Linked DNA regions of Triticum aestivum: region 1 is linked to region 2. A link is a contact called in public Hi-C data. All regions are on one chromosome and are shown on one strand. The core of a region is the stretch at or near the end of the contact, and the rest is flanking DNA. Distances in the headings are between cores, read along the strand shown. Region 1 holds the start of LOC123068360 (cyclin-dependent kinase inhibitor 1C). Region 2 holds the start of LOC123064486.

Region 1 (4,444 bases), core at 642-3,141, 160 kb before region 2:
GCTGCCAAGTGGCTGGACCGGTCAGCGCGCACAGTTTTGCACAAAAACCCCTGCCGTTTGCCTGATTCAACCCGCGCCGCCTGCTCCCCTCGGCCGCCTCGCGCGACGGAAGGCTGCACCCGTCGAGGAGTTCCAGTGGCTCGGGCTGACGCTGTTCGTCGCCGTCCCGTTCCCAGGCACAGGAGCATGGACCGGCGCCATCATCGCGTCCGTCCTGGGCATGCCGTTCTGGTCAGGCTTGTCCGCCAACTTCGTGGGAGTGGTTCTCGCGGGGTTGCTGGTAAACTTGCTCATGAACCTCGGTCTGAAGTACGCCATTGGCACCGGGGTGCTCCTCTTCATTGTATCAACTGTCATGTGGGGTGCCCTTCGGGGTGTGAAGAAATCGTTGAATACGAAATGATGCTCTAGCTGAATGAATCCACACTGAAATTTTTTGCGGTCCGTTGAAAGGAGTTTATTTGTAATAACCCTTGCGAGGCCTGTTTGATGAGTTGCAAAGACCAGTTCTGCTCCGCTTTCCCTCCGTGCAGTAAACCGTCTGCTCATAGTCTTCTGCTTGCAGTTATTCGTCAAAGATTCAGAGTAACCGAAGTAGTAGTGAACAGATGTTGTGTTTCGCTGAATCCCTTGTGTTTGTAGCAACAGTGGATGGTTGAGATCCAAATCGTAAGATGGTGTCACTCAAGATGGAAGTTTGTAACTAGAATTTCATGTCACAAACTTGTCTTTGTGGTAGCTGCAGGACGGAAGCTTCACTGCCGTAACATAGCGCAGACGGCAGATCCATCCATGTTACGAAACTAGAATGGGTTTTTTTGCAGTACAGTTTTTTTGTAACAGCATTCCGTAAGATGGTTGTGTTCCGTTCCGTCTAAAGAAGAAGAAGGCGTAGCTGGTGAACATTGGCGGTACTGCCTCCCTCGGTGCATGCTGATCAAAAAGAGAGATCCAAACGAGTAAAAACCATTGCACAGAAATGAAATTACCGAAGGGAAGCAAGGGGAGATGATACAGTAAAACAAAATGTACCAGGCATGGATTCATGTAAGTGCTTCCTTAGCAGTCTCTACCATTAGACAAAGTGATAAGTATAAGCACTACAATTTCATCGTATGGACATACTATCAAAGAGGTAATTTCATGATTGACTGATCAATATTGCTGAAGTAAACATAAGTAAGAGATATAAAAGGTTGACAAAATGAAGCAGTAGGGCAACGTCAAAACTGACCTGATAGCTCTTGTGAAACTCAGGTGATTGATCATTGGAATTGTATATAGTCTCAGCATTATTGACAGGAGCCGATAAGTCGGAATAGTTCGTCTGGTCTGCAGCCTGGCGTGCCCCAGCTCTGCTGCGGGGCGCCGGGGTGGCCGCGGTGCTGCGGCGAGGAGCAGGCGTACGCGATGGCCTGCAGCCTGGCGCCGGCCCTCGAGCTCGCGCGCGCGCCCGGCTCCAGCAGCCTCGACGCGGTGGCGTGCACGAGGCGGCTCCGCTTGGGGCTCCTCGCCGGCAGGTCGGCACTGTGGTGGCTCCACGGCGCGTGCGTGGGCGAGCCGGGCGCGGGGGGGGGCGCCGGCTCGGCGGCAGCATCACGACCACCGGCGCCGGCTCATTGTCTCCTCCCCCCGCCGACGCCTCCACCTTCGTCTGCTTCTGCGGCCTGAGCGGCGCGGCCGCGGCCGCGCCGGGGGCGGCGGGCCGGGACTCGAGGCCCATGAGGCGCGCGACGACGCCGGGAGGGGCGGCACCAGCTTTGCCATCGGCTCCAGCGGCCGCGCTCGGCGCGTGACGAGGAAGCTGCGGGGCCGACGGAGAGGGCGGCGGCGGCGGCGCGAGCCTGCGGAGCGAGGAGCTGCGGGCGGCCGAGGGGAGCAGGCGGCGCGGGTTGAATTAGGCAAACGGCAGGGGCTTTTGTGCAAAACTGCGCGCGCTGACCGGCCCAGCCAATTGGCGCACTGTGATTGGCCTGGGACTAAAACATCACATGAGATGCAAGTTGAGGTATGGCTTGATCAAGTTTTGCAAGTTTGGGACTAGATCATCACATCCTGTGCAAGTTAGGGTACCTGGGGTGCTATTACCTCTATATTCGGGCGGTGGAGGTCTCACACGAGTTGAAAGCATGGTGTTCCCGGAGCAGGGGAGTTTGGCCGGTTGGGATGGGATCAAACTTTGCCCTGCAGGGCTCGACCGCTGCGGGGTAAAGTACAAAGGCTGCAATCAAAGCAGCCACGCCACGATGGGGAAGGAAAAATGCTCCAGTCCAGTCCTGCAGCGTCTGATGGATGGGGTAAATTCCCTTGAGGAACGAAACGAAAGCCTGATCTAGCTATGCTGGCTACGGGAATAAATTAGGCCGGCGAGCTTTGCCTGTGATCCACGATTTTGTTTCTGGGTAAAGAAAGGAAAGGCAGGCGGCCGGCGACGTGCGAATGACTAAAGCGGCGGCAGCACGGGACTGACTCGGTGACGCGGCGCATGTGGACGGTCTTCGCTCCGCTGGTTCTACACGCACAACGGCCGCCGCAGCGTTCCGCCGATGCCGATCCGGTACACGGCGTTGCCCTTTCGTCCCCCTGCGACGCACCAAAGGGCGGGCAGCCCCCGCGACCGAGAACCCCGTCAATGGCCGCCCCGCCCGCCTTGCCCCTCTCTCCCTCGGCCGTACTCTACGCACCGGACGGTCACGGATCCTTTTCTTTTCTTTATTACAGAGAAGAAGAAAGAAAACCTTCGTACGTTCGTTCGGCTGGCTGCGCCCAGTTTTCTTTGTCAAGTGGTTCGATTCATCCAACTTGCGGGTGACGCCGCTGGTGGTGATCACGCCCCCGCATGATGCCATAATGATCTGGCCATGTACGAGGACTCGGCCAGGTCTAATTAGCCACCGGTCATGTCCCGACTGTCGGTTCCGTTGGGAAGGCCGGGCAGGGCAACGTGGTAGTACGATCTCGGTTGACACGAGGCGGTGCCGGCAGGCAGGGTCTGTTGGGGAGGTGGTTGGATCCGATCGCTCGAGAGCAGGAGGCCAGTCCAGGCCACCACATGCCGTGCGTCCCGTGCGGCCGGCCGGAGTTTGCAGTCGCAAGTAACATCGGGGAGCCAATAATGGCCACCTAGGGGAAGGCCAGGGGAAGGAGAAGATCTGAATCTGCATCTGTTGGCGCGCGAGATCTCGCCTCGAGAGCGGTGGTTCGTTGCTCTCAACTGGCCGCTCCACGCGTGGCGCATGCACGGCGCAGCCACCGGCCGACGCCGGGCGTGGCACATGGGGTGTGCGCGCGATGCGCTGGTGGTTGGATCCCAATTGAACCACCGATCGATCGATCGGCGCACCGCAACTTCCTCCTCCGGCGCCACGTACCTTTCCTTCAGGTCGGCCGGATGCCGGGACGTGGGGCTAACCCCGCTCTGCTCCGCTTTCATTGTTGCGCTGTGTCTGCTGTTTCAGCAGCTGTCTAGAAAAAAGCGGTCTGAACTCTGAAGGTATCATTTACTACGCCGTGTTCACAGGTGGAGCGGACAGACAGACATTTTTATGTGAATCGTCGTAGCATCGTTGCCACAACTGGGTACACGATGCTGTGGCTAAATGAACTTGAAAATGGTTGGGCAATTGCCAACCTGCCTCCATGGATCGACCTGTGACTGCAGACACTGTCCGGCCGGCTGTCATAAAGGCCCTTCAATGTATTTTCAGTACACTCAAGTTTTTCTGGTACTGTTCCTGGATCGGACGGACTGGAGGAAGCCCGTCGAGCTACTGTAGCCAGCGGCTCATTATCTCTCGGTGGACATTAGAATAAGGCCATATTTCCTGAAAATACACCTAGTAACAAATGCTCCTGGTGTGAACCGTAAAATCAAAAAAAAAATGGAAGAATTCAAAAAATTCTGAATTTTTTCTGTGACATATTCCCTCCGTTTTTATTTACTCTGCATATTAGAGTTGACTGAAATCAAACTTCATCTAGTTTGACCAAGTTTATAGGAAAAAAATATAAACATTTATCGTAACTAATATATATGATGTGAAAGTACATTCAATAATAAATCTAATAGTATTGGTTTGTTATTGTATATGTTAATATTTTTATTTATAAATTTGGTCAAAGTTTAGAAAGCTTGACTTTGACCAAAGCTAATATGCGGACTAAATAAAAACGGAGGGAGTATTTTCACAAATGTTTGTTGTGCATGCAAAGTTTCATCCCGAGATCACATTGGTGGAAGTCGTGCCAAAAAAACAAATCAGAGCTCCAAAATGCTTTTGTTTTTGTTTTTTACCACGCCTTCCACCAGTGTGATTTTGCGATGAAATTTTGCATGCACAACAAACATTTGTGAAAGTATGCCACACACAAAAAACTGAATTTTCTGAATGTTTTGTCAACATTTTTACTGTTCACACCAGGAGCATTTGCTCCTGGGTGTAGA
Region 2 (4,390 bases), core at 764-3,263:
TTGATGCTCAGGGGGGCAAATCGGTTTTCCCTTGTACATGTTGCTGATGATGCATTATCCGACCATTTCCCCTTGATTTCTGCTGCCCAAAGCAGAGCGGCCGCAATGGTGGATTCAGTTAGTGTGGCTGGTTGTTAGCTCATCTACTGGTCTTTCATCAAGAAGTACAGAACACAACGATCTTTAGCACGTTTAGCGAGTTGGCTTTTAACTTCCTCTCAAGTTCAATCACTAGTAGTGTAGTGTAGTGTAGTACCTATAGATAGCTAATAAAGCTTCCTTGCAAAGCCGGTCATCCCGGTAAGTGCCTACCCACCCTATCCAACCCCTGCTTAAACTAGGCAGGAAAGCCTTCAAGTCTAGTTCCAGAAGCATAGCTGCTTTAGGAACTTGCTGCAGCTTCAGCCAAACGTTGTTGCCGGACAATTTACACGCAACTTTCCTCCGATGCTTCTGTTTGGGTCCATTTGCTCGAGCGAAAGAATCCGGTGCCCGACCGCGCAAGTGTATGTAGGAACTAAAGCTCCAGGAAGAGACGTGCAGTCGCAGCAGAAAGATCGATCGATGCATCGCAAAACAATAAAGGAAAGATTGATGCCATGCCGTGGCGCGGGTAGGCGCGACACATCGAAGAAAAAAAATTCAGGGCGTACGTGTTGATCGTTGGCCAACCGAACTGGGACATCAAAGGATGGACGCCAACTTGTGCAAGCATATTTCTCATGTCTGAATAGTCCAGACTCTAGACCAGAGGATTGTGAGGACCAGCGTGTGTTGATTCCTTAGCCATCTGACCCTGATCATACACAGAACGCATCAACACATGTTCCATATGTAATTGCACACTTGTACTTGTCGACAACGACATGGCGTAGAAAAATCATTCCGACCGCTTGTATCTCAATCATCGTTTTTGTAAAGTCAGACCGATCTGCAGCGATCTGCTGACCCATCCTGTTATACTTATATGCATATTTCTCTTTATGCATATGTTATGCAGATGGCAGCGTGTACTAATCGCCCAGGACATGCCTTCTAATCTATTTAGGTTTACAGCTTGATCCTTAGCTGTAAAGCAGCGATTAGTCAAGATGAGCGTGACAATATGTCCCTCCAAGGGCAGGCCAGCCGTCGCCCATCGCCGATGGGGTCGATGGACCTGCTGAATTATTTTTTCAAGAGGAGGCAAGCTTGGACGCTCTTGCAACAAGGAACTATATTAATAACATAAAGAAAGAAAAAATTATCAACCTGCTAGACAGCAAAACAGAGTTTGTTCCGAGGAGCCGGTACACCAACTGATACTCATACTCTTGGATTATACCATCTCTCTCTCTCTCTCTCTCTCTCTCCCTCCCTGCTTAGCAATGAAAGAACAATTCCAACTACGTTGCCATTTCAAACTGAGTGATATTGCTAGCCAAGTTTACCACTTGATTTACGTCGCCTGCTCACTCTCACTCCTAAAGTCCTAATACGGCAGCAGCTGTATGATACTATTTCTTGGCTGGCGCTTGAAGATAAACCATGTCTTTATGTCACTTGTAGTAGTTGCAAGCGAGGTGTCTTCTGGGTGGCTGCTGAATGTTGCGACGGAGGAAAAGCGAGCGTGCAGCGCAGCGCGGACACCGAAACGTGCCGATCCGGTCCAATCCGTGAGAGAGTGGTGCAAAGCTGTGGCTGCTGGACACATGACGCCTCTTTCTTTTCTCTGCTTTTTACCTTTCCTTTTCACTTTGTCATGGGTGTTTTTCATTTACATGAGTATATCTACTACTACCCTATCGGTTTGACTTGCGCTATTTTGGCACAAGAGAAAAGCAGATGTCAGGCTGCAAGTGGACACGGGTCGTCCACGCGCCCGCATAAAAACCCACTTAATTTGTGCTCGTGCACGCCCGCGTAACCTGCGATTTAGAATGTGGGCTAAGTGGGCTGACCCACGTTTTTCACGTATGACCCACTTAATTCCCCTCTTCCTGTCTTCCTCGTTCCCCTCTTCGTACGATGCTAGGATAAGGCACGCCACCGCTGCCGCTTCCCCATGGCCGGCTTAGCGCTGCCGTCCACCTTCCCAATGGCCGATCTAGCGCCGCCGTCCACCTACCCCATAGAAGCCGCAACGCCCACATCCATCATCTCCATGGACGCCCCAGCGCCGCCTTCGACCTCCATCGTACCCGCATCAGTGCCGCCGTCCACCTTTCCCACAACTGCACCAGCGACGCGGTCCACCTCCCCCACGGCTGTACCAGCGCCGCCTTCCAACCCCCCCACTGCTGGACCAGAGCAACCATTCACCTCCTCCATGTCCGCCCCAGCGGCGCCGCCGTCGGCCACCACCATGGCTGTCACCAGCGATGCTCGCAAGAAGTGACCTCCCTGCAAGAAGAAGAAGATTCTTGCTGTCCAAGAAGAACCTGCCAAGGTAGCTATCCGGTTATCCCCTTGAGATCTGGCCTTGTGAGACCGGCTGAAGATGCAATCCTTTCAATCTTAATTTTACTGTGAATCTAGTGGATCTCTGTCGCCTGTATTTGCTTCCGAAACAGTGTGGATCTGTAAATTGCCACATGTGTTCTTGCCTTCTTGGCCTACTGAAGCATGGTGCTCAACTTCAGCCGGTCATCATCTCAACTTCTTATCCTAAATGTTATCTTTCAGTTCTCATTTAGTTCTCGCCCTACTGACGAAACCACCAGGTTGAGGCCAATTGTATGTCCTTCAAGCAGCAGGAAACTGATGATTCATTAGATGAGAGAGGTGACCATGTCTTAGATGAGTTTGGGCTTGTAGAATGCACATCAATAATTGTGTTTGCTTTTCCTTTTGAGATAATAGAGTAATGGAGTGAGGCAGTGCTGCAGTGGAGGAGTTCAATTCTTCAGTCCAAGATGTTGTAGCTAGCTAGTGGCTTGACGCCTTTGCTAAATGATTACCTAGCGATAGCAAATTAAACAATGTCACAACGATATTAATGTACTTCAAAAGAATCCAGTCTCCTTATCCATTGCTACTGTATGTCAATGCTGGTCGTCTGGGGTCGTAAGGAAAAGAAAATGTCAATGCTCGGTTGACTACATATGTGATACTGTATGATTTAATCTAATCTGAATGCGTGCATAATTGGAGAATGCTAGAGTGAAAAAGATATCTATGAGTTCCATCTATAGAGATACTAAGCTCCCATGATTTTTTAAGTTTGTGAACATTTTTTGAATTTGGGAACTTATTTAATTTGCAAACATTTTTTGAATCCATGAATCCATGAATATATATCAGTGATGAATTAACAGTAGCATTCCATCTTATACATTCTGAAAGATAGAAATGACGCAGGGCACCAAACTGGAGTAATAATAATCAAAATACTTGAAACTCTTGCTGCCGAGGAGTAGGGACGGAGATGTTTCAGTAAATTTCATGTACTGCTGCTTAGTGCCATCGCACTGACGGAGTAAGAGCCTTTTATAAGCAGCCAGTATAGTACCTTATTGGCTAGTATTTGGAAGCTCAGCTTTATCGACATTGCGGTTTACATTGCGGTTCATTGTGTCATTGTTCTGGAAGCAATTCCTTGCCATTCTTGATCTGTTCAAAATTTAACTTCTCTTTATCTTTGGATGTGCCTGATATTTGGAAACTTCAAATACTGTAAAATAGATAAGTTCAGATAGACTTAACTGAAATGCAAGCCACAAAAGAAAGGTGTACCTTTGGATGTGCCTATATCTTGTCTCATATGAAACAAGCTGGAGTTTCCAAACGGTAAACCGTATCGTTATCTTCTCTTACTACTATTGTGAAACAGCATCAGTGTTGATTGATGCTGACTTCTTAACTAAATAGCTTTATTGTGTTCACGGGAGAAGAGACGTGCTTCCGGGCCCTTCCAGGATATAGCAGTTTTTATTTTGTGTAATCTGTAATGTTTTCTCTGATATAAATATGGTGTTTGTTCTACTTCCTTTTGACATATCTAGTCATTTAACCTTCTGTCAGATTGCGCCGCCATCCATCATCTCCGTGGACGCCGCAGCGCCGCCTTCCACCTCCAACGTCGTCGCACCAACGCCGTCGTACACTTCCCCCACAGCTGCACCAGCGCCGCCGTCCAACTCTTCCACGGCCAGACTAGCGCAGCTGTCCAACTCCACCACGGCGGGACCGGCGCATCCCTCCAACTCCCCTACGATCGGACCAGTGCAGTTGTCCATATCCTCCATGCCAGCCCCAATGCCGCCGTCAACCTCCACCATGGCCCTCACCGGCGAGGCTCGCAAGAAGCGACCTGGGCATGAACTCCCAAGGTCTGGCTCCAAGAAGAAGAAGAAGATAGCTGCTGTCCATGAAGCCCCTGCTGAGAATGCTGTTGAAGCCGTCCTTGCTT

Evidence for each region. Hi-C and Micro-C count contacts between places; a contact is called where the count stands out from the background.
Region 1: a contact with region 2 is called in a Hi-C map of leaf, with 8 times the contacts expected there. The contact joins the promoter of LOC123068360 here to the promoter of LOC123064486 in region 2. A contact is called at or near these places in 2 of 5 Hi-C or Micro-C datasets (both in leaf) and 1 of 1 datasets of contacts at active chromatin or transcription factors (leaf).

The regions. Positions count from the first base shown.
Region 1 is chr3B:26,732,388-26,736,831 of IWGSC CS RefSeq v2.1, reverse strand. LOC123068360 (cyclin-dependent kinase inhibitor 1C) reads right to left here and starts at 1,891. Exons shown (of 3, transcript XM_044490935.1): 1 at 1,235-1,891; 2 at 1,033-1,069; 3 at 1-933. The coding sequence starts at 1,723. The coding sequence ends at 875.
Region 2 is chr3B:26,569,417-26,573,806 of IWGSC CS RefSeq v2.1, reverse strand. It overlaps LOC123064486, which reads left to right and starts at 2,013. Exons shown (of 3, transcript XM_044487963.1): 1 at 2,013-2,428; 2 at 4,003-4,390. The coding sequence starts at 4,225.